Linked DNA regions of Mus musculus: all the other regions are linked to region 7. Evidence: chromatin contacts called from public promoter capture Hi-C data. All regions are on one chromosome and are shown on one strand. The core of a region is the stretch at or near the end of the contact, and the rest is flanking DNA. Distances in the headings are between cores, read along the strand shown.

Region 1 (2,925 bases), core at 84-2,583, 660 kb after region 7:
AGGTAGTCGTGTTCCTCTTCTTCAGTAGTTTCTGGATCATAGCAAGATTTCAAATGTCATGGGCATTTTTGTTTGTTTGTTTGTTTTGTTTTTGGGAGTTTTGTTTTGGGGTGGGGGTGGGGGGATTGAGACAGTGTTTCTGTGTAGCCCAGACTGTCCTGGAACTCATGCTGGAACTCACTCTGTAGACCAGGCTGGCTTCGAACTCAGAAATCCGCCTGCCTCTGCCTCCCAACTGCTGGGATTAAAGGTCTGCGCCACCACTGCCCTGCAAAGGGTTCACTTGGGTTACCCCCCCACCCCCACCCCCACCCCCACCCCTACCCCCACCCCCATGGGCACCTTTTTAATGTATACATTGAAAACAAATCCCATAGCTTGCTTAAGGGCTGGAAGAGGTGGCATTTGTAATGCAATATGGTACTTCACGATCAGGACAGGTATTAAACCCCCAAAATAGCGATTATGGGGGTATAGCTTTGTAATCCTAGCATTTGGGAAGGCGAGACAGGATGATTTTTAACCTGGAGGCTAGACTGCTACACAGTAAAACTGTGTCTCAAAATAACAAAAACAAAACAAAGCCCTCGGAGTAAGAGCTCATTAAAGACTGAAAGCATTCATCTCAGAGCTAGGACATTTCATGTTCCAGACCACCACTGAACATGTCCTGTTATTTTACTTTGTAAGAAATTAAATTCCTAGAAAAAAGTCTCTTTATCTGCTTTTTCTTCATCTGTGAGTCATAACATTCCAAAAGCAGCCTTTCAAATATCTCAATTCCTTCAGCTGATTTCAAATATCAAATTCCTTCAAATTACAATATCACCAACTAAAACACCTCGATGCTGAGACTAATTGTGTTAGATAGAACCTGATCGGAATTAAAACCCGAAGCAATATTTAATCACTTCCATCCTGTGGATTATAAATTCACATTACACTAATTAGCAAAAGACACTTTCGACGAGGATGGGATTCGAACCCATGCGTGCAGAGCACAATGGATTAGCAGTCCATCGCCTTAACCACTCGGCCACCTCGTCCCAGAAGCTAGTTTCTTCCTGGTAGCTATAGGGAGTAGACACAGAGCGCTGTGACGCAATACCATGGAAGTCGCCATTTTGTACGGAAGCCAACAGTGCGATTGTTTACTCTGCAAACACTCGAAAGAAGATGGCCGTTCTCAGAATAACAGAGACGAAGAAAATTCTGTAGAAAAGAAGAAAAACCCGAGGGAACTTAAGTCAGAGCAGAGGAGGACAGAGAAGTTTATGTCTTAGGGGCGGGGCCGGTCTGGAGCCGAAGGGGTGGGGTCTGCGCGGCGCGCAGCACTGAGCATGCGCATCACTAGGGCGGTTAGATTTGAATACTTCAGGGACGTTGAGAGGTGACGTCCGACTCCAAGGAGCGCGAGGACCCCAGACAAGTCAAGCAGGTGGTCGGTGGCGGGTCAGAATGCTCCTTTCCGTTCTGGGCTCCTGAGAGGGCTCGGGTTCTGTTTGAGTGCTGAAGGGCGGGCGCGGGTTGCTGAGGTCGCTCGGTCGTCGGGGCGATCTCGGAAAGGCCCTGCAGCCGACCGGACCGCGCGAGCGCCAACGGCCCGCTCTCCTTCTCCTGGAGCGCCGCGTTTCGCTTCTCCTTTCCCAAAGCCGCTCCATTCCCGGGGTCGTGTCGTCTGCGCGGTGCGCCGTGGGCCTCCGGGTTCGCCCCGCCCATCATCTTTGGTCAGGGCTCCGGGATCCGGTCCCACCGTCTCTCGCCAACTCCTTGTGGTATGTGTTTCTGACCGACGTTCCCTGCTTCCGTGGTCTGAAGGCGACGAGTGAACTTTAAATTGTAGGCTCCGTCCGAGCACAATAATAGAGTTTCGGGTTTCTGCAGGTCCAACATTAGTAAAGACAAATCGGTGTGTTAGATTACATAAATTTCCTTTCCCATCCAAAAGACTTTGGATTCCCTTTGGGAAGAAAAATATTGCCTACTGCAATTTTTAAAATGTACTAGACGTTGTAGTTTGATTTATGCTCATATATTTGAATGCCGAGTCAACTGAGAGTGGCACTGTTTGAAAGGATTAGGAGGAGGGGTGGCCTTGTTGGAGGAGATGTGTTAATGAGGGATGAGCTTTGAGGTTTCCAAAACTCTGCCTGCTGTTTGTGGACGTTCTTGGCTACTCCTTCAGCATTGTGTTTGCTCGCAGGTTCCCCATGATGACTGCTATATAAGTCTCTGAAACTGTAAGCAAGACCCCCAATTAACTGCTTCCTGCTATAAGAGTTGTGGCCATGGTGTCTCTTCACAGCAATAAAACTGTGACTAAGACAGAAGTTAACAGAGATAAAGCATGTGGCTAAAACCCAAAGCAGCAGTTTATTCTAGACACCAAGGTTGACCGTTAGTTTTCATTTCAGTTAAATTGGTTCCGTTGAGTCCCTTGTATGTCTCATAGGTTCATTGTCTTGTGCTAAAGTAGACTTCATGGGGATGGCATTTCATTGGTCAGATTGTTGGAGAGATGATTTATAAATATGGAAGGAAATATATCGTAAGGTATTTGGTCATTAAAGGTTAGGTTCAAGCAGTGTACTTCTTGACTATGTGAATGGCTGGAAACCTTTACAAGTTGATAGATGTAAATGGAGTAAAATGTTTGGGATGGTGATATAAATGATGTGTTTGATGCTGAGAATACGAGAAGGTACTGATTCTAGATACTGGATCGAACAAGCGTTTCCAATAGAATTTTCTGTGATAATAATATTCTATATCTGCACTGTCCAACATGGTATCTATTAGCAGTCATTTTTGGCGCACTTAAAATATGGTTATCAAAGAAATGTAGTATGATTACCAAAAACTTGAGTTTTAATTTGTTTCATCTTAATTTCATTGTATATAATCATTCAATTTGACAGCACAGGT
Region 2 (2,888 bases), core at 210-2,709, 820 kb after region 7:
AACTAGCCTGATCTACATAGAAAGTTCCAAGACAGCCAGGGCTACATCAACTTTTCTTCGAGAGAGAGAGAGAGAGAGAGAGAGAGAGAGAGAGAGAGAGAGAGAGAGAGAGAGAGAGAGAGAGAGAGAGAGCGAGAGAGAGAGCCGGGCATTGGTGGCGCACACCTTTAATCCCAGCACTTGGGAGGCAGAGGCAGGTGGATTTCTGAGTTCCAGGTCAGCCTGGTCTACAGAGTGAGTTCCAGGACAGCCAGGGCTGCAAAGAGAAAGCCTGTGCTTTACGAGTATTTATTTCTACATCCATTTTTGACTTCAGCCAAATCTTCAGGAAGCTTTCTGAGCAGGATGACCACAACTTTACTGAAGAATCCAATCACCCTGATTTTCTGCCCCAGAGCACTCTTTCTGACACTCAAGCATTGGACAAGCAGTCCAGAAGTATAAGAGCATTGATAAGATCTCTTGCTGGGCGGTGGTGGTGCATGCCTTTAATCCCAGTACTGGGGAGGCAGAGGCAGGCGGATTTCTGAGTTCGAGGCCAGCCTGGTCTATAAAGTGAGTTCCAGGACTGCCAGGGCTATACAGAGAAACCCTGTCTCGAAAAAATAAATAAATAAAAAGGATCTCTTCCCCCCCCCCACCTTAAACACGTTAAGACAGCTGACCTTAAACTCCACAAGAAACTGAAGTTGACCTTAAATTCCTGATTCTCCTCCCTCCAGCGCCCAAGTGCATTACAGGCTTGGATCACTATGCCCAGCCCGGTGGGCATTACTTTTTATCCAATGAACTCCCCTGCGTGTACTGTCACTATTGCCACCACAATCTAAGAGTAAATAACAGAAACCTTAAGTACAGCACTTGAGATAAGTGGACCCCCACACCACCTGCTTTAACCTTCTGATCCTCTTGTTTAACCCGCTAAGCAGCACGCACTGACAACATTGGAACATCTGATACTTAAAAAGAGGAAAAGAAAACTGAGGCCTCTAGGTTCTAGGCCTCAACGTCAAATCCAGAAAAAGAAGAGGGGCTGAGGGGAGGAGTTAGAGCCTAGAGACTTTTCTTCCTAGGATCCCCCTGAAGTTAAAACAGACTAAAACCAAACACCTCCAGACAGACAGGTAAAACGTTCAGCGTACAAACTGATGCTGCGCAGGCGCAAAAAAGCAGGCCTGGGCTCTCAGGTTCAACCGGCCTCCAAACAGTGTGGCAGAAGGGACAGCACGGTCACACAGTTCAGAGTTCTCAATGCCTCCCTCCCTAACCCAGTCCTCAAGCCTTTCAGGAAGTGCCCGGAGGCCCCCTTTTTAGTCATTGGCCGTCCCTCGCTCCGGGTCCAGGATAGGGCGGAGCATAGAAAGCCGGAGCCAGGCGCGCGCCCTGACGCGAGGACCGAAGAACTGCTTTGCCTATCAAGTTCTCACCTCTTTGTCTGCCGCCTTCTCCTCAATGCCGAGCAGCGCGTACAGATCCATTTGTAAGAGCTCTTTGGTCACCGCCATGGTTCTAGTCCAAACTTGAATTGATACTACAACTCCCAGGAGTCTGAGCGTGTGCGTGGGCGCGGGGCTTACTCGCTCCGAGCCGGCCCAAAAGCGCGCTAAGCCTCCTGGGATGATGCCTTCCGATTCTCGTCTGACTGGCTGTGGAGGAGCGCGCTGCGGAGAATGAACTACGACTCCCAGCATGCCCCACTCCGCTGCCGCCCCGCCTTGGTGAGTGCAAAGTCAGAATTCTCCGCGCTGGGCCGCCCCTGGACAGCGCCGATGGGCGTGTGGGACTGGGCTGCACAACCTGAGGGTCTGAGAGGCCTACCCTGCGCTGGTGAGAGGCTAACCTACCAATTCTGCAGCGCCGAGAACTGCTATGGAGAGCAGGTGCTACGGCTGTGCTGTCAAGTTCACCCTCTTCAAGAAGGAGGCGAGTGTACTCCCAGAAAGCCGAAGGGCCAAGGGAGGACGCGGGGCGAAGGGAAGGGAGTTGCAGGCTAAAGACCGTTTGACGGCTTCTTTTCAGTTGTGTGGTTTTGATGAAGTAACCCGGTTAACCTCTCTGTAAAGTGGGTCGGATGCCCACCCGTTTCCGGGTTAAGATGATGGTCTGATGAGGTTCAGTGAGGTAAAAGCACTTCCTGCAAATCCCGATGACCTTAGTTCGAACCCCAGGACCCACATGGTGGAAGGAGAGAACTCCTGAAAGTTATTCTCTGATCTCCACACACATGCCATGATATGCATATGTCTGCACGCATACACTCACAAAGAAATAATGTAAATTAAGAAAATGTAAAGTAGCTTCGGTGAGGTGCTGTAGCTGAAAAGACCCTAGAAATTGTAAAGTTTCCAAAAGCTACACTTTTTTTTTAAATCTCCACCTACATTCTATCCACTCCCCTTCTCTCCATCTCTGTCTTTAAAGTCATCCCATGCATGCCGGTTGCTCTCTGTTCTGAAACCTGCCCCGTCCACAGCTTGCCCTTTTCTCCCCAGGGCACAATGAAAAAGCCTTCTTCTCAACCACATTCCCCTTGTGAGCTGCAAGGGAAGTAAATGGGACGAATTCATGGTGTATAGGATTGGAGCACTTACATATCAATTTTGGTGTCAGAGTTCAAATTTCAGCTGCCCTGTCTTATTCAAAGAATGATCTAATTGAACGGTCATGTAATTTCACTGGCCCCTGTTAAAATAGAGATAATACTGGTGGGCATCAGGATCAAATATGATGACGTATGTAAGTGATGATGGTTATAACAAATGATGAATTTTAAGGTGCAGGCTTAGTGCCTGGCACACACTAAGTACTTAATAATTGAAGCTATTGTTACAACCCTATCCTGAGGCGAACCTCCCACCATCTCTACCAGAACAGAGAAAGCACGGGAT
Region 3 (3,161 bases), core at 402-2,901, 780 kb after region 7:
ACCTGGGTCCTCTTTTGAGCTCCTGGCTGCCAAGGCACTTGGCCCCTTCCCTCAGGCTCCTTCCCATCATCTCTGTGGCCAAATACTACTGCTTCCCTTTCTGCTTCCTCACCCTGTCTTAGTGTTCTACTGCTGTGAAGAGGCACCATGACCAAGCAGAGTTAGAGGGTTAGTCCATGACAGACATGGTGGGGAGAATGGCAGCAGGCAGGCAGACAGGCGCTGGGGCAGGAGCTGAGAGCTTTATATCCTGATCTGCAGGCAGCAGCAGAGAGAGAAGTGGGGGGGGAGAAAGAGAGAGAGAGAGAGAGAGAGAGAGAGAGAGAGAGAGAGAAGCTGGGCTTGGCATGTAGTACTTTTGAAACCTCAAAGCCCACATCCAGTGACTCATTTCCTCCAAGGTCACACCTCCCAGTCTAATCCAGTTCTCAACCTTCCTATGCTGAGACCCTTTAACACAGTCCCTCATGTTGTGGTGACCCCCAACCATAAAATTATTGTTGCTACTTCATAATTGTAATTTTACTGCGGTTATGAATCATAATGTAAGTATCTGATATGCAGTGTATCTGAGACCCCAGTGAAAGGGTCATTTGATACCCCCCCAGGGATCATGACCTACAGGTTGTGAACTACTATTCTAATTCTTCTCAGATAGTTCCATTCCCTAATAACTATAAGCATTCACATATATGAGCCTATAGAGCTATTTTCACTGGAGCCATCAAACAACTTAAAAAAGAAAGCACTTAATGGGGGCTACATTGAGTAAGCCCATAACCAAAATGACAGGGAGCATGGCAGCAGGCAGGCAGCATAACACTGGGTCAGGAGCTGAGGACTTACATCTAATCTACACACAGAAGGCACAGAAGGTAGACACTGGGCCTGGCATGGCCTTTTCAAAGTTAAAAAAAGCCCACCCCCAGTGACACACCTCCAACAAGGCCACACCTTTTAACCCTTCCCAAAGCAGTTTCACCAACTAGGGATCAAGCATTCAAACATAGGAGCCTGTAGGGTGATTCTTGTTCAAACCACCACACCCTCCCTACTATTGCGGGAGAAGCGCCGAGTGGGTTCACGGATCCTGAGAAGAGCTGTCAGAGACCTAAGTGCAAGAAGGGAAGAGAGAGCCGGACAGTGGTGGCACACGTCTTTAATTTCAGCACTTGGGAGGCAGAGGCAGGTGGACTTCTGAGTTCAAGGCCAGCCTGATCTACAGAGTGAGTTCCAGGACAGCCAGGGCTACACAGAGAAACCCTGTCTCGGAAAAAAAAGGGGGGGGGGTGAAGAGAGGAGACAAACAGATCCCAACCCTTTGGTCAAAGCACAGAGGAGCCACTCGCATCTCTTGCCATTAGAGATTTGCTTCAAGATGACAAGCTGGGGGTTTGGGCCCCTTATCTGCTTCATGCTCTTTACAAATCCAGGCAAATCAAACTTTTTCTGTGACAACAAATGGCAGATGGATCCAGGCACTATCCGTATCTGCAGCTCCAGGATTGCAGGACAACCAGAGAGGAGCCACAGAGGGCAGACTACTCAGAGGAAAGACTAACATCACTCAGCAGCTGCATGGCTCCCCTGGGGCCTGCTACTCAAGGCAGGCAGAGCTAACCAGCCTGTTTTCACATGTGTCGTCAGGAAGAGTAATGGTGTTTTCATCACACTGTTGAGAGAAAACAAGTGTGTAGCAAGGAACAGAACAGGGGCTGTGCACTTCGCCTGTCACCAGGCAAGTGGCCAGCAAACAGGCCTGGCACGGAGTAGACACTTAGCTTTGTATGGGTGCTTGCACCATATGACCTCATGACACTTTCCTGTCTCTTTACAGTTACGAATACTACGTCAACGACCCTCCTCGCATAGTCCTGGACAAGCTGGAATGCAAGGGCTTCCGAGTGCTGAGCATGACAGGGGTGGGCCAGACGCTGGTGTGGTGTCTGCACAAGGAATGAGCTGCTTGAGCTGACCTGTTCAGAGACCGCCATGTGCCCTGCCCACATCCTTGCATCACTGTTTGCCCTGCCTATCTCTTTCCAAATTGTCAACTCCCTTGCCCAATACTGGTGGGCTGTGAACAGCCTAAGGGACCTCGCTCCAGCTGGTTGGGCACAGCAGGCTCCTGCCCTGGTGCTTTCAGCTTCCCCCAGCTAGGCCTGACCCTGGCTCTTGCTGTAGGCCACATGCTGAAGGCAAGCCAACCCGAGGACGAGGACAGTCCCTGGATCCTACACAGCTAATCCAAGCCAATAAAGGGCTCTCACAAGTGGTTGTTCCTCAGTTCTGTTGTGCAGTGACTCTTGAGATGCACCATTCTCTACTGGCCTATCCCCATCCATGGAAGAAGCCCTTGCAGATAGAGCCCAGCCCAAGAGGAAGAAAAGTAGACTGTTTTTAAAAAAGTTTATTGGTGATGATTCAGAAAGGGTGTGGGGTGGGAAGGCTGGAGCCGGGGCTACGTGGGCCGCCCCTCATCTTCCTGCTGCATCTGGGCAATCAGCTGCTGGCGCTCAGCTGCCTGGCGCATGCGCATCATGACGAGACTCTCAAAGTCCCTTTCTGACAGCACTGAGCCCTGGGGACAGAAGAGACAGGAGTTAGGACATGAGGGTACAGCTCCACAGATTATAGACTCAGTATGGGGCCAAGACAGAGCCTAATCTAAAAGCCAAAGAGGGAAGGGCAGAGGAAGGGAAGGACCCAGACATCTTGGATTCCAGCTCCTCCAGGAACCTTCAGAGAAAACAGGCCTGTGCGCCCCAGGCTGCTTCTCCATCAGCTCCCCACAAACTCCCTTTACCCAGGACACACAGCTTCCCATATCCTGCTCTAGTAGAGTCCTTCCTTGTCAATCACTCTCCCTGTGCTGGCCTGGCCCTCCCCCTTCATTTCCTCTCCGCCCTTTATCTCTTTTCCCTCCGCCCATGGCTTCTGCCTGGCAGGTTTCCAACAGAGGCTGTTTGTGGCGCTGGGATCCCCAGGTTCTGCTGGACACAGACTGGCCCTCGTGGTCTGGCTTCTGCTGAGAATACAGAAGGGGGCCCTGACCCACACGCGGCTTCAAAGGACCATAAATCTAGAAGAGGAGAAGAGCAAGCATGAGCCCAGCTTGCCTCATAAAGACACAGCGCAGGGCCCCTGGCTTTCTTTTATGA
Region 4 (3,193 bases), core at 673-3,172, 590 kb after region 7:
TGCCTGCCCTGATAGAACTCTGCATCTGTGAAACATTGCTTCTAGTCCAAATGCCAGAGAGTCACAGAATTTAGCAAGGGACAGTGCACATTCTTCTGATGTGGAAACCACACATTCAGCGATCGCTGCTCCCTGATGCACCCAGGACATTGCACTAGCTGTGGCTTTTCAATCTGGCCCTTTCCTAGATGCCGTGTGCCTCGTGGAAAGGGGACGTCCATTCTGAATGCCTGAGTGGCAGGCTAGCTCTGTCACTTATTACACCTGAGACTGTGGATGTCACTTAACCTCTTCAGCCTTAGCTGCAAAGCAGGAATGACCTCATAGGGCTTTCTAAGCTAGTTGGATAGGAAAAGGCATGTGTGAGTCAGGGGACAGGGGTTTGGGATGGGGTGGGGCACTGAAGCTGAGGAGAAAGCTCAGAGGGTAAAAAGGATTTGCTGGGTCAGTGTGAGGACCAGAGTTCATATCTGCAGTACTCGCTGATGGTACTTGTAATCCCAGCCATGAGTGGATTCCCCGGATTGACTGGCCAACCAGTCTAGTTAAAATGGTAAGATCCAGGTTCAGGAAGAGACCCCCCATCTCAGAAAATAAGGCAAGGCTGATGAGATGTCTCAATGGGCATAGGTTATTGCCACCAGCCTGAGAACTCAAGTTTGATGCACAGGACCTACATGTCAGGAGAGAATGACTCCCACAAGTTGTCCTCTGGCTCCTACAGGTGTGAATCTGTACAGACACGTGGAAACGCAAACAAATAAAATTGTTTGCAAAGAATTGCAAATTGAAAAAAAAATCAAGATGGAGAGCGATAAAGGAAGACACCTGCATTGGCTTCTGGCCTGCGCATGCACTCGAGGATGCCTAGCCATCTCCTCCTACAGAAAGAAAGAGAAAGACGGTGGAGGTGGGGTGTTGTTGACTAACTGCAGGGAATGCTGAGCAGGTTGCCTGGAGTAAGCAAGTGTGCGTGCCAGTGAGCAATTTAGGAGATGCAAGCCCCCCCCCTCCTCTCTGCACAAACGGGTGAAGATGTGGCAAAGTCTCTTGGAAGGGCGTGGGGGTGCGGTTCAAGTAGGCATGATTCAGACGCTGCTCAAATAAAGGGGCCGTAAGAAACAGCCAAACAGGCAAAAAGAAAGAACTTTCTGGACGAATGAAGGGCTGTGCCCCCTGCCCTATGCGTACATGTCCTTTCTTTGCTTTCCTCTAGAAGCCTTCAATAAAATCCACGTGCTCTACGAAAGCGCTGTGTAAGTGGATTTCTAGGGAGGAGTGGGAGAGTTACCAAGCCCTGCCTTGAAGGGTACAGTCAGGAAAGTCAGGTTGCAAACAACACCCATGACTGCCTTATCCTGAATGTGTCTGGCACAGTCCTAGATTCGGGTTTTGTGTTTAATGAGTGACAGATTTTTTAGGTGGCGCTTCGTGTCTACGTGTTCTGGCAAAGGAATCTGCTTGGCCCCTGCACAAGTGTTTGTGTAACGACAAAAGGGTCTTGGCTCTTGTGTGGTGGGGATGTGGTTATAGTGGGCTCCCCGGCACACGTGTTTGTATAACGACAACGGGGTTTTGCATCTTCTGGTGGGCGTTTGTGTGGTGGGGGTGCGGTTATAATGTGTTCCAATTCTTCCTCCCTACAGACCGGAAAATCTCCCTCGTTTGGACGCAAATTATTCTCTGCCGCTCTCCACTTAGCTTCACGCCGGTGGAAGGCGCCCAGCGAGCAGCGAGTAGCTGTTCCGCCCCTCGGGGACCTCATCACTCCCTCCGGTGGCTTCTCGCCCACACCGAGCCTCTAGGGAGCTACCCTAGTGGGCCCATGGTTCAGCGAGTGACAGGACCTTCTCTTTCCGCCCCACCCGGTATTGACTCGGGGCATCCCTTGAGCGCCCCCTGCTCGTGACTCCGGCACTTGCTGCAGTTCCCAGCCCTCGCGAGCCGCGGAGCGCCCGGCCACGCATCCCCGGCCGGGTCAGGATCAAGGTCTTAGTCCTGCTGCCGTGCGGCTCCCTGGGGCTGGGACCGAGGGAACGTGCGGGTCGCGCAAGCGTGAACTTGGGGCAGCCGATGCCGGTGCCAGCACCGCCGCCGGCGAGGCGGAGACGGAGCGCTGGGTGAACCCGGTGCTGATACAGTGCAGGCCGCGGCTGTGCAGCCCCCCCGGTCTGCACTGCGCCAGCCATGCGCGAGCCTGAGATCAGCCTCATTAGAACAGCGTTTTAGATCGAATTTTCGGGTGGCTCTTTGGAGGCCGCCAGTCTTGGCACAGGAGGGTAGGAAAGCAGGCTCGCTCTGGTATGTGGTGCAGCGATAGAGGAATTTTTGACCACTGCGCTAACAACCTCGCCTGCTCCCCGAACTTATGTTTTGAGGACAAACATGACAAACTGTGACATCGCCCAAATGCTTTGTATTTATCTACACAGAGCTGACATTTTCATACCTATAATTGATCTGATCCTCTGTTTATTTTGAGATAGAGTCTCAAACTCTGGATCCTAAAGCTTCCACCGGAACTCAGGGATTACAGGCATACACCACCCAGCTTCCTGATTCTAGCTGCTTCTTCTCCTCTCCCTTCTCCTCCTCTTCCTGTCGCCATTGTCTTCCTCCCGTGTCCCACTCTTCCCCAGACCCTCCATCAGCCTCAATACTGACCCCTGGCAATTTAGGCTAACACAACTCCATCAGCTGTGACCCAAGTATTCAACTCACATTTCTGCTCCCATTTGGTTCCCAGTCTTCCCGTTCTAGGCTATTTCTGGCTGTCTGTTATATGGCCCTCTCATTAATTCCTGTCCTTTAGGTGTCCTAAACGCTGTCCTCGCTGTGCCTGACTCAGGCCCAACCTTCCCTAAGATCTAGATTCACCATCTCAGTTCAGAGCACGGTTTCTAGATGGGGCCTGATGAAGTTTGTGTAGCAGACTAGTGCTCTCAGAACCCTCCCTGGAATCTCTAGGCTTGGAAGGATCCTCTTCCTGCCCAACAGGTCCCCCAGGACAAAGTCGGATTTCTTATTCTTCTCCCCAAGGGATTTGAGCTCTGTTTCTCGAGCTCTTCTACTTTGGGAGGTCCTGTGTCCTCCTAGGATGGGCCACACAACCTTTATTGCCAGGAAGGATGATTCCTACCTTATTCTTCCTGTTGGTCTGTCCAGAGATTCTGCTAGGTTTTTCACACCAAGA
Region 5 (3,352 bases), core at 461-2,960, 900 kb after region 7:
TTGACCTTGAGATTCTAACCCTCCTATTCCCACTTCCTGACTGCTGGGACCATAGTCACCATACCTAGTTCTGTGCTGTGCTGAGGGCCTCATCCTATGAAACTAAACAAACCCTCTTGTCTGCCAAGTAAGCTAGATCCATAGTCTCCAATTTCATTAAAATCTAAACCTTTTCAATTCAACAGCAAATCCAAGGCTGAGGATGGAGCCCACGATGTAGCACTCACACAGTATCTGTGAGGCGCTGGGTTTGATTCTTCGGGTCTGGATCTTAATTTAGTCAACAATCCGCTATTAAATACTAGTAATATTTAAACACAAACTCACCACTCAGTGATTTGTATAACATCCGACTGTCCGCACACCGTTAAGAGATTTTTTTTTTCTCATTTTATAAATGTAGAAACTGAGCCATGAGAGAGTTCGTTTATGCAAATGTCTAATAAACATTCACTAGTTAGTTATTGGTGACTGCCCTGGAGCAGGTTACAGGTAAAGCTGGGGTTCCCCAGTAAGTTCCCTAGCAGTGCCCTGAGCTCAGTCATGTGACCTCCACCCCCTCTCATTTGGCTCCTCCTCTGTTCCCACCAGCCAGGTCTCCAGCTGTCCCCACACTCTCCTTCATCTGCCTGCCATACCTAACCTGTCACTAGGTCTCTGGTGCCTTCCTCTGAGATGGTCTCCCACTTCCCAGCTCTCTCTCTCCCGGATGGATACATAAGGCCTGTCTTCTGCCTCAGGTCTCATGTCCTTTTCAAACACCTGCTTCCCAGTACCAACATCAGATCTTATCCCCAGTTATAGCCTCCAGTGGATCACACGATAGCTTCCACAGTCTGCCCAAGGCCAGCCCCGCTTCCTCTCCACCCCATTACACGGCTTATAGGGTTTCGCTCGTGACTTTCCTGAAGACTATATATAACCCCCTTTTCTTTTTCTGATACTAGGGCTTGATCCTAAGGCTTCCCACATGCTAGACAAGGACAGTCAACATCACTCAACGTATAGAGTGCCTGGAAGTAGCCTGCTTCAGTTTTCCCGGTGACCCTTGCCTCTCCCCCTACACTAAGGAGCTACTATGAGGCAGCTTACTTAACCTGGCCATTGCGTTGTCAATTTCTTTCTGTTTTGTTTTCTGGGGGTCTGTAGCCCAGTCCTTAGTAATCCTCCTGCCTCAGCCTTCCCACTGCTGGAGATTAAATTTTGTATGGTTTTCTTTTTGCGGTGTAAGGAAAAAAAAAAAAAATCCAGGTCTTATACCCGCTGGGCAAGGTGCTTATGCACCACTGAGCCACACTTGTGACCCATTCAGCTACTTCCTCTGGAAGCTAGGGGGCCCTGGGGTGAAAGAAGGGACACTCAGACTGTTCTGCCTGTGCCTGTGAAGGTGGACTGAGGCAGCAATTCGATTGAGGAACAGGAGGTAGTGTGACAGATGGAGGAGCACCGCCGGCCTTTCAGTGACAGTCTGAGGGAGTGAAGTCTGAGCTGCGGAAGCCTAGGATCCGCGCAAGCCTGTTACTGGACGCCGCTGGGAAATCCCGGGCTGCCTCCTAGCGCCAACATGAGGAACTGCAGCAGCAGGGTGGCCCGCAAGCGCTCCTCCCCCGCCGCGCCGAGTCTCCGACAACGCCTCCTTGTGGAGGCTCAGGTGCCCAGGACTCCAGTTAACACTCGCGGCTGAAAAACCCGGAAGCACGTCATAAGCACGCGTCACGGGGGCGGGAGTCAGCTGAGCTGCCTGGGCGAGGTTGTGATTACCTGGGATCTGCTAAGGGGAGCCTATAATCTCTTGGGACTGGAGCTGGGGTGCAAAGCTGCGCCATGGACTAGTTGGGGCTCCTCGATCGTCTCGTCCTTCACAGAGAAAGCGAAAAGGGCCCCAGAATTTTTAAAAGGTTCTCAGGATCTGTCAGACGCTGGGGAAGCACAACTTGCAAATCCAGGACGACCGGGGTCCCAGTTGTGACCCCCAGCCCCCAGATCAGAGATCCAGAACTTGATTGCCATGGCGTCCATCCTGGATGAGTACGAGGACTCATTGTCCCGCTCGGCCGTCTTGCAGACTGGTTGCCCTAGCGTGGGCATCCCCCATTCTGGTAAGTTAGAAGAGGCCGCCTCTGCCCCTTTCTGTTATGGTAGCATTTACGGGGGAGAGAAGCTCTAGAGCTTGCAGCGTGTGTTTAGGATCTAAGCCCCAGGCCTTTCTTGTCTTGCCCAGCTTGTCATTGGTCGAAGTTTGAAAGAGCCACAGGAACAGCCTCGTGATCTAGGCCTTAACTCAAAGGTCCTTCAAAAGAGGGAACTTGGGCTCAGATAAGGAAGTACTTGTTACTTTTGTCTATAGGCTGCAGTTGGGAGAACTGAATATAGGTTCCAGGCTTCTGTGTCTTGTTCTATGGATTTTTTTTAAAGCTTTTGGAGTCTGTGTATGTGTTCGTTCCCACCAGACTTCATCTTGAGGTAGCAGAGGAGGCAGAATGAGCACTGAACTTGGTGGAACGTGAATGTTATAAGTGAAGGAGGGTCGATCCAAAAGGGAATTTTGTTACTGAACAGGAACAATGGAGATGATTGTCCCGGGGTAAAGCTGGCTGCAGTTTAGAGTGTAGGAGAGCAGCGCAGGGTTACCCACACTATGATGATATTGCAGCGGACTATCGAGAAAGCAACTGTAGCCTATGAACTGGACTGATAGGACTGGGTTCCCAGAACTCTCTACATACAATGGAGACTCACTGAACCATACTGTGTGGACAGCAAGGAAGGGACTTTAGTTTCTCTTGGCCAAAGACCATAAGGGAGAATGCCAAAACCATCCTCCCTGTACTGTCTCCCCCCACCCCCGTTACCACTGGGAACGTGCATATCATGATACAACCTCATCTCAGGCACAGAGAACCAATCCCTTACTACTGTCACAAGTGTGGGAAGAGCCCAGGACCCTTCCAATAAAGACAACCAGAAAACTATTTCATGTTGAACTCTTTATGAACCAAGACCCTGTGGGTAGGAATATACTTGGGAAGCAGAAGTATCAGCTAACACTGGGGTTTCTCTGGGTTTCTGGGTGCCTCACCCCCCTCTGGACGCCTTTTTCTCTTGTCTTCCCCACCTATAGGGTATGTAAGTGCCCACCTGGAGAAGGAGGTGCCCATCTTCACCAAGCAGCGGGTTGACTTCACCCCCTCGGAGCGGATCACTAGCCTCGTGGTCTCCTGCAATCAGCTCTGCATGAGCCTGGGCAAGGATACACTGCTCCGGTAGTATCTTTGGAGACTTTTAGCTGACTAGGGTCTTTTTCCATACTTAGCAAATGACACAATAGCTTTTCAGGAGATGCACTATTCCT
Region 6 (3,225 bases), core at 415-2,914, 940 kb after region 7:
CCCATCTGCCGGCCCCCGCCTCACCTCGGTTCCCCACGCCAACCCGCTCGCGCCAGATGGTGGCTGGGAGGGGTGGCCGTGCGTGGGGGACCCCGGAGCCTGTCGCCTCACCTCACCCCACCCCCCACCCCACGCTCACAACCTCATGTTTCTTACCCCCCCCCAATTCTCCATCACCACCACCCAAGTCAAAATATCAGACCATGTTCGTCATTGGCAGCTGTTGGGTTCCACTTCCCCCTACCACGGCCTCCCTGGGGCTGGAGCCGCGTCCCTGCTCCCCTCAACCCCCGCCCGCACTGATCTTATCGTCCGACCATAGCCAGCAATCACCACGCGGGAGGGCTGACAGCTGAAGCCACAGGGCCCCCACCGCTCTCACTGTAGGAGAGAGAGAGAGAGAGAGAGAGAGAGAGAGAGAGAGAGAGAGAGAGAGAGAGAGAGAGAGAGAGAGAGAGAGAGAGAGAGAGAGAGAGAGAGAGAGAAATCTAGCACCCCCCAAAACTGGGAGAAGCCAGCCCTCCCCGGTCTGCAGCCTCGGGGGAGCACGACGGGTTCTGGGAAAGCAGCTGCAGGGTTTGCGCTCGGAGGCCACCCGGGAGAGGCGCGCGTGTGACATGGGTGAAACCACCCGAAACTCAAACAACTCTATGCGCCTCCAGTTCCACCCTACATCCTGCCCTATGCAGAGAGATCTAGACCTGATCAGCCTCAAGCTCTCTCACCTTGCCTCTCAAGTGGCCCAAGGAAATTCTGGAATTAAGAAAGTTTCCTCCCTACTCCAGCGGAGCTAGGGGACGCGGGTGGGGGCCAGGATGAGGATATGGAGACCAAGCGCGACCCAGGTGAGATAGGCACTGAGGGAAAAGACTAGAACCTCATTACCATACAGCTGAGGACCCCCCCCCCACTTCGAGAACCACGCCCCCCACCTCTCTTTCGAACCTCTAGTCCTGGCTCTAGCACGAGCCAGGAGGGAGTGGGGGTGGGGGACAAAGAGAGAAGGCACGCGCTGGGCACGCCCTGCTGCTTGAGGTGACACGCCTACCAGGTGCAGAGAAGACCAGAGTCCTAGACGCTTGGCCCTTTGCCTTGCTTGGAATAGCCAGGGAAAGGTTAAGGCGTCGGATGGCTTCCCTGCGGTGCTGGGGACGCGTGGAGGGTGGGCACACATAGGCTGGAGGCCAGCGAGGCAGGAGCTACCTAAAGTCTGGAAAGGAAAGGGAGATCCAAATCCCCTGGTCCTGCTTTTTGCTTTCCTAGTTTAAGCTTTCCCCACCTGCTAGAGGACTGTAGGTATCTAATGCCTGGATCAGGTGCACCGCCTACGGGGACCCCTTAGAGTTTCCACCCCCTGGACCATTCGGGAACCACCTCACCTCCCGCCGCATCACTGGGCTACCCTCCTATCCTCTGGTGGCGAGGGTCTCAGCCTTTAAGCAGACGATCTCTAAGGACTGCTCGCCGGGCACGCGCAGAGCTGGAAGCCCAGAAGTTGGAAGAGGGGCGGGGACCTGCGCCCTACTGGCTGGCTGACAGGGGGAGCGGCGGGGGCGGAGGCCCCCTCCGGTGGGTGCTGGGACTGTAGCCACTAGAGGCCTGGAGGGGAGGGGAGAGTGACCGTGAGTCTGTCTGACTGACAGGCTGCGAAGAGCAGCCAATATATATAAGAAAGGCTCTGGAGCAAGCAGGTTTCAGTAGCGGCGCTGCTCGCAGGCTAGGAACCCGAGGCCAAGAGCTGCAGCCAAAGTCACTTGGGTGCAGTGTACTCCCTCACTAGCCCGCTCGAGACCCTAGGATTTGCTCCAGGACACGTACTTAGAGCAGCCACCGCCCAGTCGCCCTCACCTGGATTACCTACCGAGGCATCGAGCAGCGGAGTTTTTGAGAAGGCGACAAGGGAGCAGCGTCCCGAGGGGAATCAGCTTTTCAGGAACTCGGCTGGCAGACGGGACTTGCGGGAGAGCGACATCCCTAACAAGCAGATTCGGAGTCCCGGAGTGGAGAGGACACCCCAAGGGATGACGCCTGCGTCCCGGAGCGCCTGTCGCTGGGCGCTACTGCTGCTGGCGGTACTGTGGCCGCAGGTAATGTCTCACGTCCTCTCCGCCCCCTCCCGCAGCGCTCCGGGCTTGCGCCCCGGCCCCGGCTGAGCCTGACCGCTCTCCTCCCTCCTTCTCTCGGTCCCTGTGCAGCAGCGCGCTGCGGGCTCCGGCATCTTCCAGCTGCGGCTGCAGGAGTTCGTCAACCAGCGCGGTATGCTGGCCAATGGGCAGTCCTGCGAACCGGGCTGCCGGACTTTCTTCCGCATCTGCCTTAAGCACTTCCAGGCAACCTTCTCCGAGGGACCCTGCACCTTTGGCAATGTCTCCACGCCGGTATTGGGCACCAACTCCTTCGTCGTCAGGGACAAGAATAGCGGCAGTGGTCGCAACCCTCTGCAGTTGCCCTTCAATTTCACCTGGCCGGTAAGCACAACTTAAATGCACCGGGAGATAACCGAAGGGAAAGAAGGGAGCGCCGGGACACCAGAGCTCCTTTCCAAAGCGCTCTCTGGAGAGCCCCAAGGGCTCTTTCTCTTCTGCCCCCGCCCCCCTGTTCTCTCATAGGATCATCCCGGAGAGGCTTTGGTTAGTCTTTCCTCCCAGTTTCTTCCCTTTCCTTCTCCCCAATTCTTGGGATACGAATTTCATTACCAAACCCCCAACGCGGCGCCGCCCGCCCACCCCCCGGCTCTCACTTACACTCCCGCATCCCTCATCCCTCCCCTGCCTTCTCAGCTCGCGCGCAGCGCTGCGCGAACACCAGTTATGTTGAGCCGAGCTCCGTAACTATATCCTGCAATTAGATTAATTAAACAGGCTGCTGCGAGGCACCCCCTCCTTTCCCTCCCTGCTGATATCGCTATCTCTAATGTCCCCCACCCCCCCTTTTGCTTCCCAGGGAACCTTCTCACTCAACATCCAAGCTTGGCACACACCGGGAGACGACCTGCGGCCAGGTGAGTATCTAACTTCTCGGCCACAGGGGGGCGACATCACACAGCGCCGAAAGAGTTAACCAGTTATAGGCGGGGGTGGGGGTTGGGGACGCAGGCTTGGGGGGTGGGGGCCAGGACGCTTAGCTTGGCCGGAGCTGCGCCCCGCGCTGGACGCTCGGATTCCGCTCGCTGCCTGGACTCAGAGCACAATTGCGTTTCCTGCGGGTTATTTTTGGCGTGGGAAC
Region 7 (3,003 bases), core at 171-2,670:
TCGTGATTTAGGAACTTTACTTTGGCTACAATAGGAAGAGCTGCTTAACATGGGGCAAGGATGAAGACGGCCGAATAGAGAGCCAGTGAAGAGGTGGTAAAAATGGGCTGCAGCTTAGGGGGAAACTGAGGACATGATGACAGTTTGAATGTGAGAGCTGAAAAAAAAAAAAAAAAGGCAGCACTCAACAAATATCTTCACTGTTTGTTGAGTTCTGCCATGTATCCAGGCAGGGGTCCCTGGAAACAGAACAGGTCTCCAGCTGAAGGAGGGAGGAGGTGGTTTCTAAAAGGCCTTTGTGTTACCTTGTCTGATCAGAGTGGTCTGAAGGTGAGATGCCTAAGTCAACATTACTAAGTGAACAAGATAGATGCAAACAAGATTGACAGAGACATGTCACCTAACCTAACTCGAGGCATGATAGTGCATTTTTTTTCTGAATTAAGCTACAGCAGGTAGACAACAAAGCAATAGCAATGTCTGAATAGATAGGTTACTTATATGCGTGAAAAAAAAATATGGTCAAATAGGGATGGTGGCACAGTCTCATGATCCTAGCGCTGAGAGGATAAAGTAGGAAGATTACTATGAATTCAAGGCCAGACCATGCTGCAGAGGGAGACCCTGACTCATATGGACACAAATACATCCCTTAAGTATGTAAAGTAGGGTGCAACATTTTACATGAATGTGAATGCTCAAATTTACATTAAATGAACTGGTCGGATAATTCTCTTTGTGGGATTTGAAAATGCAAGGAGAGAATTTCAGAGAGTCCAGAGAGCATGCATGAGACATTTAATTAATGATTCAAGGGTAACGAATGTGGGAAACAGGGTTTACGGTTTTTTCCTCCCAGTAGTCTCATTCTGGGAAGGTCAGGTAAGATAAACGATTTAACTCATGACTGCGCTCTAAAATTTTCCTCTCTCTAGCCAGGCAGGGTGAAGGAGTTCCAGCGCCTGTTTCTGCTACATACTTGTTTTGTGAAAACTAATATGTGTTGTCACTTTGACCTAAGAGACTGGCTCTCCAAAGTGTGTTGGCAATTCCTGACTCAATTTCTCCCCTCAGGAAGAAGGCAAAGCTTTCCCCTACTCTTGTTTTATTAGAAGTCTTGGGCCATGAGAAGTTGGAGCAAAACCCCGCCCACTGGCCTTCTCCGGAGTGGGCCAAACGAGTCAGCCGCGGAGAACCCCGCCTTCAGACCCGCCTCCTGGCCTAGGCTCCGCCCAAGGCCCTCTCACCTGCTCAGAGTCACGCCCCTAGGTCGGTCTTCAGCTCGAGACTCCGCCCCCAGGTTCGTCTCCCGCTGGAGATCCTGTCTTTAAAGCGCCTCCCCAGAGCAGAGCCACACCCCCTAGACCTGTCATCAGCTCGAGGCCCCTCCCCCAGACCCGACTCCGACTCGAGGCCCCGCCCTCAGTTCGGTCACGGCGCGGGCTGGAGCTCCCCTACCCACCCCAGAATCACCGCTACCTCGCCTAGGCCGCTGCGCCTGCCCCGGCCGCCATGGCTGGGGGCCGCGGGGCCTCTGGACGCGGCCGGGCTGAGCCACAGGAGAGCTATTCGCAGCGACAGGACCACGAGCTGCAGGCCCTGGAGGCCATTTACGGCTCGGACTTCCAGGATCTGCGGCCGGATGCGCGCGGACGGGTAGGAACGTGGTTGGTCTGGCCCGGTGTTCTCCAGTCTAGGAACCCAGCCAGACGCCTCCAGTCTGGGGCGACCACTTAGATCCTAAAGGCTTTTCATATTGCAGTTCCACTACCCTCACTTTCTGCCTCTGCGCCGCCACTGGTCTTGAGAAGGCAGCACCTGGCCTGAATTCTCTTTTTTCCCCGGTCGGGCTCCTCTCTCTGCTGTGCTTCTTATTCCCACTGACGTCCCCTAACCACCCTTCGTCCTTCCAACCATTCTTCCCCACACTGACTCGCCCCAGGCCTCGAGGTGGGTTGTGACTGCACATTCATAGTCACTCATTGCTACTTTGTGCTGGGGATGCTTAGGGGGCGTGGGTCCAGGTCTTGTGCTCTCAGCAAACAAACTCCCAGGTCACACTGTGTAAATCCCGTTTCCTGTGTGGAAGAACTTTTTGTACCTTCCTCCGAGACTTTTGAGGAATAGGTATAGAACATGTTTATTGTCGCTGTAATGCAGTGTTTACCGAGTTCTATTTAAAACATCACTTTCCTTTTTTGTGTGGAAGTTAAGCTGAGGGCAGTGACAGTCTCTCCCTATCCTTGAATAGTGTATCTGCCGAACTAAAATGTTCCTGAAGTTTGAAAGTACTTCTTTCCTCCATCTGCCTTACTTCTTTAACTCACAATGTCTGTCTTTTCTCTATATCTAGTATTTCTTTAGGAAAAGGCTTTACTTAAGCTGTCAGGGCCAAGATTCTCCCACTAAACCAATATACTTTTTAATTTAATGATTTAGACGCTAGGAACACAGTCATGGGTAAAACATGCACAAAACCCCTGCTGCCGGCGGGAAGCTTACTTTTTTAGGCCTTATTTGTAACTTTACATACAGTTATACATGCTTCTTGTAAATAGTAAGATAACCTACAGGTCATCTGGCAACTTCTCTGTTTCCAGGGAACCAGGAAGTAGGGCCTAGGCCACCAGAATAGTGTTACAGAATGTGCAGGGGACTCAGGGAGACCCAGCTGGCTTTTTTTTTTTTTTTTTTTTTTTTTAGTTTTTTTAGTTTTATGTTCCCAAGGTGCAGGAAAATGGAAGGAAAACCATCAGCCACTTTTAGGTAATGATACTGATAATCCTAAGAATTTACAGCTGATCCCAGTTAGCCCAGGAATTTACAGCTCACGGTGGCCTTTATAACCAAGAAGACTTAACCCAGAGATAGTGTAAAAGGCAGGTAGAGTTATTCAGTAGTAGACTCTGGCTCTGGATCACAAGCAATATCACCAACACTTTCTTTCATAGGCCTTTCAGGCAAATAATTGATGCTCAGTCTGATGAGTCAGAGGTTACGCTT

Evidence for each region. Promoter capture Hi-C pulls out the DNA fragments that hold promoters and counts their contacts. Capture Hi-C pulls out chosen DNA fragments and counts their contacts.
Region 1: a promoter capture Hi-C map of pre-B cells shows a contact between it and region 7, with 4 times the contacts expected there. The contact joins the promoter of Knl1 here to the promoter of Eif2ak4 in region 7. A contact is called at or near these places in 4 of 39 promoter capture datasets (erythroid cells, hippocampal neurons, liver and 1 more), 1 of 484 Hi-C or Micro-C datasets (CD4 T cells) and 1 of 115 datasets of contacts at active chromatin or transcription factors (pro-B cells).
Region 2: a contact with region 7 is called in a promoter capture Hi-C map of liver. The contact joins the promoter of Zfyve19 here to the promoter of Eif2ak4 in region 7. A contact is called at or near these places in 2 of 39 promoter capture datasets (hippocampal neurons and pre-B cells), 3 of 484 Hi-C or Micro-C datasets (CD8 T cells, muscle stem cells and uterus), 1 of 115 datasets of contacts at active chromatin or transcription factors (memory CD8 T cells) and 2 of 9 other capture datasets (adipose tissue and liver).
Region 3: a contact with region 7 is called in a promoter capture Hi-C map of 3T3-L1-derived adipocytes, with 4 times the contacts expected there. The contact joins the enhancer-like site here to the promoter of Eif2ak4 in region 7. A contact is called at or near these places in 6 of 39 promoter capture datasets (the 3T3-L1 cell line, 3T3-L1-derived adipocytes, the SN4741 cell line and 2 more).
Region 4: a promoter capture Hi-C map of pre-B cells shows a contact between it and region 7, with 2.9 times the contacts expected there. The contact joins the enhancer-like site here to the promoter of Eif2ak4 in region 7. A contact is called at or near these places in 2 of 39 promoter capture datasets (the C10 cell line and pre-B cells), 1 of 484 Hi-C or Micro-C datasets (embryonic stem cells), 1 of 115 datasets of contacts at active chromatin or transcription factors (large pre-B cells) and 1 of 9 other capture datasets (adipose tissue).
Region 5: a promoter capture Hi-C map of erythroid cells shows a contact between it and region 7, with 12 times the contacts expected there. The contact joins the promoter of Vps18 here to the promoter of Eif2ak4 in region 7. A contact is called at or near these places in 2 of 39 promoter capture datasets (erythroid cells and pre-B cells).
Region 6: a promoter capture Hi-C map of pre-B cells shows a contact between it and region 7, with 2.4 times the contacts expected there. The contact joins the promoter of Dll4 here to the promoter of Eif2ak4 in region 7. A contact is called at or near these places in 1 of 39 promoter capture datasets (pre-B cells) and 1 of 115 datasets of contacts at active chromatin or transcription factors (microglia).

What each region holds. Positions count from the first base shown.
Region 1 is chr2:119,045,786-119,048,710 of GRCm38.p6, forward strand. Knl1 (kinetochore scaffold 1) reads left to right here and starts at 1,334. Exons shown (of 24, transcript NM_029617.3): 1 at 1,334-1,438. n-TSgct7 (a tRNA gene) reads right to left here and starts at 1,046; the gene lies at 965-1,046.
Region 2 is chr2:119,207,261-119,210,148 of GRCm38.p6, forward strand. Zfyve19 (zinc finger, FYVE domain containing 19) reads left to right here and starts at 1,460. Exons shown (of 11, transcript NM_028054.3): 1 at 1,460-1,923. The coding sequence starts at 1,870. It overlaps Dnajc17 (DnaJ heat shock protein family (Hsp40) member C17), which reads right to left and starts at 1,535. Exons shown (of 11, transcript NM_139139.2): 1 at 1,428-1,535. The coding sequence starts at 1,505.
Region 3 is chr2:119,170,105-119,173,265 of GRCm38.p6, forward strand. It overlaps Gchfr (GTP cyclohydrolase I feedback regulator), which reads left to right. Exons shown (of 3, transcript NM_177157.4): 3 at 1,838-2,285. The coding sequence ends at 1,961. Dnajc17 (DnaJ heat shock protein family (Hsp40) member C17) reads right to left here. Exons shown (of 11, transcript NM_139139.2): 11 at 2,396-2,581. The coding sequence ends at 2,462. Among named protein-coding and RNA genes, the nearest start is that of Gm14137, 2.8 kb to the right of the region's middle. Within about 2 kb of position 1,652, at least 20 of the 459 cell types and tissues checked have an H3K27ac peak or open chromatin away from gene starts, as enhancers often do. A contact at or near this core is called in 3T3-L1-derived adipocytes, where this site is marked.
Region 4 is chr2:118,974,564-118,977,756 of GRCm38.p6, forward strand. No RefSeq gene overlaps it. Among named protein-coding and RNA genes, the nearest start is that of Gm39914, 12 kb to the right of the region's middle. Within about 2 kb of position 1,923, at least 150 of the 459 cell types and tissues checked have an H3K27ac peak or open chromatin away from gene starts, as enhancers often do. A contact at or near this core is called in pre-B cells, where this site is marked.
Region 5 is chr2:119,287,032-119,290,383 of GRCm38.p6, forward strand. It overlaps Vps18 (VPS18 CORVET/HOPS core subunit), which reads left to right and starts at 1,711. Exons shown (of 5, transcript NM_172269.3): 1 at 1,711-2,099; 2 at 3,122-3,263. The coding sequence starts at 2,009.
Region 6 is chr2:119,324,120-119,327,344 of GRCm38.p6, forward strand. It overlaps Dll4 (delta like canonical Notch ligand 4), which reads left to right and starts at 1,665. Exons shown (of 11, transcript NM_019454.3): 1 at 1,665-2,087; 2 at 2,196-2,468; 3 at 2,944-3,001. The coding sequence starts at 2,022. Gm14207 (predicted gene 14207) reads right to left here and starts at 2,078. Exons shown (of 4, transcript NR_030683.1): 1 at 1,862-2,078; 2 at 1,049-1,210; 3 at 726-857.
Region 7 is chr2:118,387,197-118,390,199 of GRCm38.p6, forward strand. It overlaps Eif2ak4 (eukaryotic translation initiation factor 2 alpha kinase 4), which reads left to right and starts at 1,421. Exons shown (of 39, transcript NM_013719.3): 1 at 1,421-1,656. The coding sequence starts at 1,513.